3 separate regions of the Pan troglodytes genome follow, and regions 2 and 3 are each linked to region 1. The links are chromatin contacts, called in public Hi-C and HiChIP or PLAC-seq maps. All regions are on one chromosome and are shown on one strand. Each heading gives the region's core, a stretch centred on a gene start, on an enhancer-like site or on the middle of the called end of the contact. The rest is flanking DNA. Distances are from core to core; before and after follow the strand shown.

What was found. A called contact is a pair of places that touch in the nucleus more often than the background predicts. HiChIP or PLAC-seq counts read pairs in DNA pulled down with a chosen protein or histone mark.
Region 2: a contact with region 1 is called in a Hi-C map of stem cell-derived neural progenitor cells, with 4 times the contacts expected there. The contact joins the promoter of RASGRF2 here to the promoter of ZCCHC9 in region 1. A contact is called at or near these places in 1 of 7 Hi-C or Micro-C datasets (stem cell-derived neural progenitor cells) and 1 of 1 datasets of contacts at active chromatin or transcription factors (stem cell-derived excitatory neurons).
Region 3: an H3K4me3 HiChIP or PLAC-seq map of stem cell-derived excitatory neurons shows a contact between it and region 1, with 3 times the contacts expected there. The contact joins the promoter of SSBP2 here to the promoter of ZCCHC9 in region 1. A contact is called at or near these places in 1 of 7 Hi-C or Micro-C datasets (stem cell-derived neural progenitor cells) and 1 of 1 datasets of contacts at active chromatin or transcription factors (stem cell-derived excitatory neurons).

What each region holds. Positions count from the first base shown.
Region 1 is chr4:34,749,583-34,752,716 of NHGRI_mPanTro3-v2.0_pri, forward strand. It overlaps ZCCHC9 (zinc finger CCHC-type containing 9), which reads right to left and starts at 1,757. Exons shown (of 6, transcript XM_001149795.7): 1 at 1,634-1,757.
Region 2 is chr4:35,099,489-35,102,432 of NHGRI_mPanTro3-v2.0_pri, forward strand. RASGRF2 (Ras protein specific guanine nucleotide releasing factor 2) reads right to left here and starts at 1,386. Exons shown (of 27, transcript XM_517672.9): 1 at 723-1,386. The coding sequence starts at 1,010. LOC104006395 (a long non-coding RNA gene) reads left to right here and starts at 413. Exons shown (of 4, transcript XR_010156897.1): 1 at 413-471.
Region 3 is chr4:34,306,982-34,310,031 of NHGRI_mPanTro3-v2.0_pri, forward strand. It overlaps SSBP2 (single stranded DNA binding protein 2), which reads left to right and starts at 1,754. Exons shown (of 16, transcript XM_063810341.1): 1 at 1,754-1,898.

The DNA of each region.
Region 1 (3,134 bases), core at 507-3,006:
GAGGCCAAGGCAGGTGGATCACAAGGTCAGGATATCGAGACCATCCTGGCCAACATGGTCAAACCCCATCTCTACTAAAAATACAAAAATTAGCTGGGCGTGGTGGCGCACTCTTGTAGTCCCAGCTACAGGCGCGCACCACCTGGTAGGCTGAGGCAGGAGAATCGCTTGAACTCAGGAGGTGGACGTTGCAGTGAGCTGAGATTGCGCCACTGCACTCCAGCCTGGGTGACAAGAGCAAAACTCTGTCTCAAAAAAGAGAGAAAGAGAGACAGAGAGAATAAACTCCGTCTCAAAAAAAAAAAAAAAAAAAAAAAGAAAGAAAAGAAAAGGTCAAGAAGTTAAAATTAATTTAAAAGTTTATAAAGTTAAAAAAGCACAGTAAGCTAAGGTTATTACCTTAAACATTTTTAATAAACTTAGACTAAGCATACCGCATTTATAAAGTCTACAGTAGTGTACAGTAATACCCTAAATAATATCGTAGGCCTTCACACTCACATACCACTCACTGACTCACTCAATAGCTACCGACAGCCCTGCAAGCTCCATGCGTAAGTGCCCTATTCAGGTGTACCATGCTTTCTTTTATACCATATTTTTACAGTATCTTTTCTGTGTTTAGATACACACCATCCTTTTACAACTGCCTACAGTATTTAGTAGTCATACTGTACAGGTCTGTAGACTAGGAGTAACAGGCTATCCCATACGGCCCAGGTGTGTAGGTTTGTGCAAGTACACTATGATGTTCACACAACCACGAAACGGCCCAACCATTTCTCATAACTATACCAGTTCTTAAGGGAAGCATGGCTGTATTAAGCCACCACCTTTTTTGTTGTTGTTGTGGTCGTTGCTGAGACGGAGTCTCACTCTGTAGCCCAACCTGGAGTGCAGTGGGCGATCTTGGCTCACTGCAACCTCTGCCGCCGGGGCTCAAGCGATTCTCGGGCCTCAGCCTCCCGAATAGCTGGGATTACAGGCGCGTGCCACCACGCCCAGCTAATTTTTTGTATTTTAGTAGAGAAGGGGTTTCACCATGTTGCCCAGGGTGGTCTCGAACTCCTGAGCTCAGGAGATCTGCCCGCCTCGACCTCCCAAAGTGCTGGGATTACAGGCGTGAGCCACCGCGCCCGGCCTAAGTTATCACCTTTTAAGACCAGCATCCCTCGCAGCCCCCCAAGTCTCAGCTCCTAGTAACAGAAAGATCCCTTCCACAGAAGCTGAAGGGTGGACCCAATGAATTGGTGTGAGAAACTCCATGCCACTTTACCAGCGCACTCTTCGCTGAAGTTTATGCGACTGTCATAGTGGGGACCGAAGCTGTTCAAAAGGAAGTAGATTATCCTTCCCCTACGTACGTGGGAAGGGGGAGGCTCTGGGTTATCAAGAGGGTGAAGTGGGAGAGCCAAGCGGCCCACCCACAGGCGGATTCCAGGGCGGCTGGACGCACAGCCCCCAGCAGCCGGAGCCCAACAGCTGAGGCCGCCGCACCTAGACAGCCCGCGCTCCAGCCAGCTCAGGGACCCAGCGGCTAAGCCTTTTGTCCTCCCAGCTTCCCACACAAGTTCCGCCAGGCCAGAGGGAACGAACGACGAGACCCTGCAGCTTTCGTGGCTGAGAACCTCACCTCACCGCGATACAGCGCAGCTTCTTACCGCGCACGAATCCCCCAGAGCAGCCGAGTTGGCGACCCGGGGAAGACCGCCCTCCTGCGGTATGGGAGACCGGAAGCACATAGTGCCCGAGAGCGCGTCACTTCCGGCGTCACAGATGGTCTTTACGAGCGACTCGTGGGCGTCAAGACTGGGCTGAGTTTGTGGCGCGCTTAGTGATGGGAGGGCGCTGTGCAGGACGCCGACACGAAAAGATGAAGAGTTCAATCCGTGCTGTCTGAACTCACAGTGTAGCGGGCGAGATAGACGGGAAGATCGGTAGGGTGGGAGATGCCGGAAAGGCTTCCCGTGAAACTGGATAAGAAATCAAAAATCTGGTGAAATTGCCGGCAGGAGGGAGTTAAGGACATTCCAGGCAGAGGCAAGGTAAAGGCGCGGTGGGAGTGGGTCACTGTGATAAAAGTCTGAAAAGGACATTTGGGGGCTCTCTTGGGTGAGTGGCAGTGCCTCATGTCCCCCCTTCAGTGCTCGTTGAGCATTCAATTAAAATGTTACACTTTGTAGCCAAACAAGTTCTCTTTTTAAGAGGAAAACCCTGGATTTCTAAACGGCTCATTTTCTGTAGCTTCTTGCAAATGGATACCACCACCAGCTGTGCCTAGTGAAAAAATGCAATTTACCAGGACCACTACTCTCAACAGTTGGCTCAGTCCATTTAACCTTTTGAATATTTGTCCACTTCTTTTTATCTCTGTTGGCACCTCCTCCCTTGTCCCATATTGTACCTGTAGTTCTACAACTGGTCTGGGGATTCATTCTGCCCCAGCTCCCTGAAATCCATTTTCCGTGTCGTAGGAACGGAACTTTTGAAAATGTAAATCATTACATTTAAAGCAGTACTGCTGTACTGCTTTAAACTCTCCCTTCGCTTCCCATTGTTTTTAGGATGAAATTCGAACTCCTTATGAAGTCCCTGCCTACTTCCCTAGCCTCACCTTGCTCAATCTCTCCTTTGAGCTCCGTGCATAGGATCATTTTTTCAATTTCTCAAATGCCGTGTGTACCTTGCCATCTCCAGGCCTTTACATTTGCTATTTTCTTTGTATGGTACTCCTTTTCTTCTTCCAGTTACTTTCTACTCACCCTTCAAGGCTTTAAGTATTTTATTCTCAAGAAAGCCTTCCAGCCCCCTACCCCCATACTAGACCAATCCCCTACTGTGTGCTCACGGCAGTCTATACTTTCTTATGACACGGTTCACATTTGTAATTACACAATAATTGTGTAAGTTTATTGTATCCTCGTTGCCTGGTACATCCTTGGTGCTCACTTCGTATTTGTTTTTTTGTTTTGTTTTGTTTTGTTTTTTGAGAAGTAGTTTGGCTCTTGTCGCCCAGGCTGGAGTGCAATGGCGCGATCTCGGCTCACTGCAACCTCTGCCTCCCGGGTTCAAGCGATTCTTCTGCCTCAGCCGCCCAAGTAGCTGAGATTACAGGCGCCCGCCACCGCGCCCGG
Region 2 (2,944 bases), core at 136-2,635, 350 kb after region 1:
AATTAAAAGGTCGCATTCATTTTCAAAGCATTCATTTAAAAGTACAGAAGCGTTCTTTAAAAATGCCCACATTTTTAAACATAGCAAGAATGTGGCTACCAAATATTAATCCTGAGGAATATGAATACACATTTACCTTCATAATTAGACCCAGCAGGTCAAATGTTAGCAAGGCCAACTGACCGAAATCACAAAGACTGATTGAAAATGACCAACAGAAAGTGTCTGTCCGGCTTGGGAGCCCCGCTTGTTCTCAGCCCAACCAGTGGTCAAACATCTGCAGGCAAAGAAATCTACACGCGCCAGCCGGGTATGGCAGAAATCAAACTTTTCCAAATAAGTTAGTTCCGTCTTGCCAATCTACACCCAACAGGTGTCAATACATGTCACCAGACAAAAATCTGGCGAGCCAGGTCTAGAGAAGCAATAGATGGTTGGCAGAGAAGCTGAAACGACTCGACCTCTACCAGGGTAATGAAAGCAAGTCGGGCCACTATTCTGACTGATCACTTGGCAGTGGGGTGGAGGGGTATGGAAATGGGAGAATCCCTGGATGAAGATCGGAAGGCGCGTGGAGATGTCCCGCCACTGGTGCCGCGGGGGGATTTCGGAGCATAGTCCCCGCACTCTTTCACGACCCCCGACCCCTGATCCCCGGGTTAGGACGGCAAGGGAGTGCGGCGATCAAGGCTGGGAGACCGCGGAGAGAAGGCGCGCGGTACCTGCTTGTCTAGCGCGTCTCGGACGCCTCCCGGCCCGGCGCCGGCCCTGGGTGGCGCGGGCGTTCGTTCGCAGCTGCAGCCCTCCAGGAGGTACATGCCCGCCGGGCGGCAGCTCTGCTCGCCCTCGAAGTAGAAGAGCACATTCTGGTAGAGGGCGAACCACTTCTCGTGCCAGCGGCTCGCCTCGGCCGTCTTCTTACTCAGGAAGCCGCGCTTGGTGCCCTCCTTGCGCGCCAGAAAGGCCAGGTACAGGGCGTGCCCCTCGTTGTAGCGCACGCTCTTCTGCATGGTGCGGGTGCGGAGGGCTCACGGGTGGCCGCCCGTCTCACCCCTGCCTCGCGGCCATGGCCCAGCCGGCTCCCTCGAGGGCGCGACCGCTCAGGTCCCGGCCGGCGAAGGGCGCCCCCTTTCCCCACGCCGCGCGCAGGGCACCCCGCCCGCTTTCGGGAGGCGGCGGCGCGCGGTGGCAGGGGCGCGGGCTGGGGCCGAGGCACGCTCTCCGCCCTGACCGCCACCCTCCCGGCCGAGCCCCCGGAGCCCCCCAAGCCCCCGACGCCCGCGTGGAGCGCGGCCCCGCGAGGGCGCCCGAGCCGGCCGCCGCTTCGCCCAAAGTTGCGGGAGCCGAGCCCCCGCGGCGGGCTGGGGCGGCAGCCGGGGAAGGACTGTCCTCGGGCAACGCGCTCCGGGAGACAGAAGGTAAAACGTCACGTGGGAGCTCAGCTGTAATCGGCTTGGAGACCGATTTAAAGGGCAAAGTCGGCGCGGCGCCGGCGGTGGCGCAGCCCGCTTGCCCCGGCGCGCGTCCCTCCCTCGCCCGCCCCGGCCCGGGCCGCTGCCTCTGCTCGGGCGCCCGCCGGGATGGGGCGGATCAGCGAGGTGGAGGCGCCCGGCCGCACCACACACCCGCTCACACGCGCTCGCACACTCGCGCACAACGCGCGCACACACACACGCACACCCACACACACGCAGACCAGTACATTCACCCAGATCCACAATGCACACACTCAGACGCACAAAAATACACTCACAAATGCACACAAACACAATGCGCGCACATATGCACAAAAACACACGCGCACACACTCATGACACACAAATACACATTCTCACAACGCTCACACTCAACACACAGTCACAACGCACAAATACATATAGACAAATACACCCACAATGTGCGTTCCCGCGCACAAAAATAAAACCCACATTCAGATACACACTTAAGGAACTATACACATGCACGCAGTGATATGCTCACTTACACACACATTCACACACAACCCACACATTCACTCAAACCCACATTCAAACATACATTCATACACACATTTACACTCATACAGTCACACAAACAGCACACATATACTCACACGTTCACAATCATACAGACTCATAAGCAGATAATCAAACACACACAGATGAACACACATATGTACATTCACAAATTCATCCAAAAATACACACACACAAAGCACTCACACGTATTCGCACGAATCCACACACTTTCACAAACCCACTCACACATACACACACACTCACATGCCACATCCATAAGTACGTTCCCATGGCAGTAGGTAGAGTCACAGAGTGGCTTTGCATAGCCCGCATCCTTGGCTTTTCTGCTTGTACCTGCATTGTAGTATTTAAAACTGCCGGTAAAGGTTAAGGAGAGTGGCCCAAGTGTTCCCGGAAAGGCATCAGATGCCGAAGGTTCTTTCGGAATGCCTGTTATTTCACAGTGGTAAGATGCTAAATTTTAAGTGCCGAGTTTTCAACCTGGAAAAAAATACCCAAATAAGGGACACTTTGCTGCCCAGGGCAGAATCCATCCCCAAAGGCCAGCTGTCACAGGCTCATCGTTTGTAGGACTGGATTCATTTGATTAACAAATCTGACAGGTACAACCAGAAAACCAAGAGCCACCCCCCGCCCCAACCCCATGCTGTAAAATGTAAGTGGAAAAGAAATAATGTAGCCAGCAGCTGTGAGAGAAAGCCAGTGAAACCCCCGGGGAGGGCCTATATTTGATTCTGCTATACACATTTTTTATTCTCCCCAGTCATTTATCACTAAAACGGAGTGCCATCATAAAATGTTTATTGTTAAAAGTAAATAATAATGCTTTTCTGGGTGATGAGTCTACGACAATACACCTGTCTTGTACTGCCAGTTGTGTGTTCATGAATTGGTAGCCCCAGGGGTTCTGCCTGTTTCATAAGTGC
Region 3 (3,050 bases), core at 504-3,003, 440 kb before region 1:
AAACAAACAAAACCCAACAACAATGAAAATAAAGGCAATTCTAACGTGCCATGATTGAGAACCATAGTTAAGAGAGTCCCAACACCAGTGCAAGGATAATACCTACTTTGTTTTTGGATAGTAGGACAAAGCCCACCCTTGGTTCGTTTTTCCAGGGGCAGGCAGGAGGGTGTCTTGAGAAGCTGCCAGAGCTCTCTGAGAACTGACAGCATTCTCTGAGCAGCACCTTTATAGGGAGTATTCTATAAGAGATGGAGCCTTGAGATACTAAAAATTTTCTGGGTTAAGGCCAATGTAAGTAGATAATTGAACAAAAAAATTACATAATGCTAACCTTGAAGTTGAGTCTGTAAACTGTGGCAACCTTATACACATTTGAGCATTTTGAGCAAAAGTTCTTTAAGAGTGGCTGACTGGCTCAGCTTCGCTTCAATCACCCAATCATTGCAGGTCATTAGAAACAAAAAGAAGAATATGAATGCCATATCCCAACCACCCAATAACTGTAGGTCATTAGAAACAGACAGAAGAATTCTTAAGTCAGAAATGGCAAATTACATCTCTTGGAAATTAATCTACTTAAGCCAGTGTATTTTTTTCCCCCACTTTCCCCCCCTCATTTCCTTTATTGGCTTAATTTTTGTTCTTTTAGTAAAAGTGCTTTTTTTCTTATATCTTTTTTTTAACGATAATGTCTGTCCTCTATTACTTTTAATCTTTTGCTATCACACTCTATGGCTTCTTCATTTAATCCTGTATCTTCTAGTCTTCTCATCTTTTTATACCTCACTTTCCTCATGTTTTTTTCCTTGTCGTTAACACCAGTATAGAAAGTCCTTCCTCTTCATTTTCCCGTCTTTATGTTTGGTTGCCAACCGCGTTTTTGATTCTCGACCTCTCACTTTTGCTAACTGCCCTTCCTTAATCTTCTGTTGATGTTTTATTCCTATCACTTCTGTCAATGCTCACACCCATTTCTTTCCTTTCCATCTGTCTGTATATCTCCATATGCATTTTATGATCCTCCTACTAAATGCTTAAAGCTGTATGTGTGTGGAATAGAACGGTACCTTCCTCCACGCGAATCCTATTTCCCTCTCCTCCCATAGCTTCTTTTCTATTCATCCTTTCCAGATGTCGCCCTGTCCCACCCCATCTGTCCCCTTCTTCCCCGTGTGAAGCCCATCTTCTTTCTGACCCCATTTGCACCCGTCTGATTTTACAGTCAAGGACTTCAATAAGATAAAGGATGCAGAGTTCTACCGGGAACCAGATTGTGTGTGTTTCTCAAACTTTTGCGCGTTTACTGAAATGGGATTAGGGATTTGGATATAGAAACATTCTCGGGCAGCCTTTCAGCCCTGGCACAGCTTTGTACACCTTGGAGCGCGCTGGGGCCTATTCTAACGGGCAAGGACAGGGAAGTCTTTCAAGACCTTTTCTGGCCTTTTCCACTCCAGGGGTCAGGATGAATAGGCATCACTGACCCAAACTGTTAAACCAGGCCGGGTGGGGAAGCCTGGGGCCCTCTTCTGCGGCAGATCTGGCGGGGTGTCCAGGGCGCCGCGGGGCTCCGTGCAAGGAGGGGTTGGGGCAGGGGCCGCTGCGGCCGCAGGAGTCACCGGGCCTCCTCGGGAGGTCCGCTCACCTCTTACAGAGGAGGCCGACCCCAGGCCGGGTGCTCCCCTGGGGCGCAGGGCGCGGCCCCGGGCGCCGCCACCGCAGCGGCGCCGAGGGCCGGAGGTGCAGCCTTTCCCCAGGAGAGAAGGCGAGTCGCTGTCGGTCGCTCAGCCAGAAGGTCGAGGGAACAGCGCGGGTGTCCCTCGCCAGCCGGCCCTCTGGGAACAGGGCGGGGGCGACACCCCAGGGAGTAGGGCTGAGGACCGCAGAAATCAATCGTGGGTACCGGCGCGGGGTCACGCATAGGAGAGGAGCGGGAGAGGGGCTGGTGGGGGCCCCAGGGCGGCTGAGGCCGTGGCTCTGTCTGTGGACTCAGCGGGCGCCCCGAAGTCTGGGGCCGCCACGGCTCCAGCTCCGCCGGCTCCGGCCGGAGACTCCAGGCCGCAGTTTCTCCTCCTCCCGGCGCCTTCTCTCCAGTGAGGAGCTGAGCGCGGGCGGCGCGGGGGGAGGGGTGGCGACGGAGAGAACAGCCAGTTGTTTAAAATCCTTCTAGAGCAGTTTCTAATTCCCCCCTTGCGCCCGGGTTCGGAGGGGGGAGGGGGAAGGAGAGCGGGTGGAGGGAGGAGAGCGGAGAGGGAAGGCGGGAGGGAGGGAGTCGGGGAGGGAGGGAAGGAGGGAGGAGACTGCCGCTGAGGCTTAGCCGCCACCGCGCGCTTCGGAAGGCCGGAGGGAGGGGGAGGCCTGTCAGTCTCGCGCGTTGCCTGGGCGAAGGGGGCGGAGCTTTGGCGTGGGGCGGCCAATAGTGGGGGTGGCTGCGTGGGTCGCCATGGGGACGGGGCTGTTCCCGGGGAGGCTGTGATGGGTTGACAGGTGCGTGACAGTGGGAGCTGCTCTCGGCACAAGCATGTACGGCAAAGGCAAGAGTAACAGCAGCGCCGTCCCGTCCGACAGCCAGGCCCGGGAGAAGTAAGTGTCTCCGCTTCTCACCCACCTCCGCCTTCACACGCGCGCACACTCACGCACGCACTCGCACACTCTGGGAGACACAGACACTCTCCGCCCGGGGAGCGCCGGGGGTGGGCTGGCAGGGGGAGGGGTGCCGCGATGGGGGCGTGTGGTGCGGGGAGCTGCGCTTTCCCGGGAGGTGCGGGCGCTGGGCGGGCGGCCGCAGGGGGCTGTCGGCGGGAGGGAGCGGGTGTGTTGAGGGGCGGCGGTGGTGCTGGTGGCGAGGATGGAAACTTGTTTGGGTGATTGAGGGAAATAACCCGCGGGTTCACCTTCCAAAGTAACTTTAGAGCTGGGGTCCGGGGCTCCGGGGACCTGGAGAGCCGCCGGGGGTGGCGGGAGGGGCAGCTGCGTGGAGGAAGGCGCGCAGTGGGAATGTGGGTGTTTGGCGGGCCGGCCGGGGTCGGGGCGGGCAGCGCGGGGAG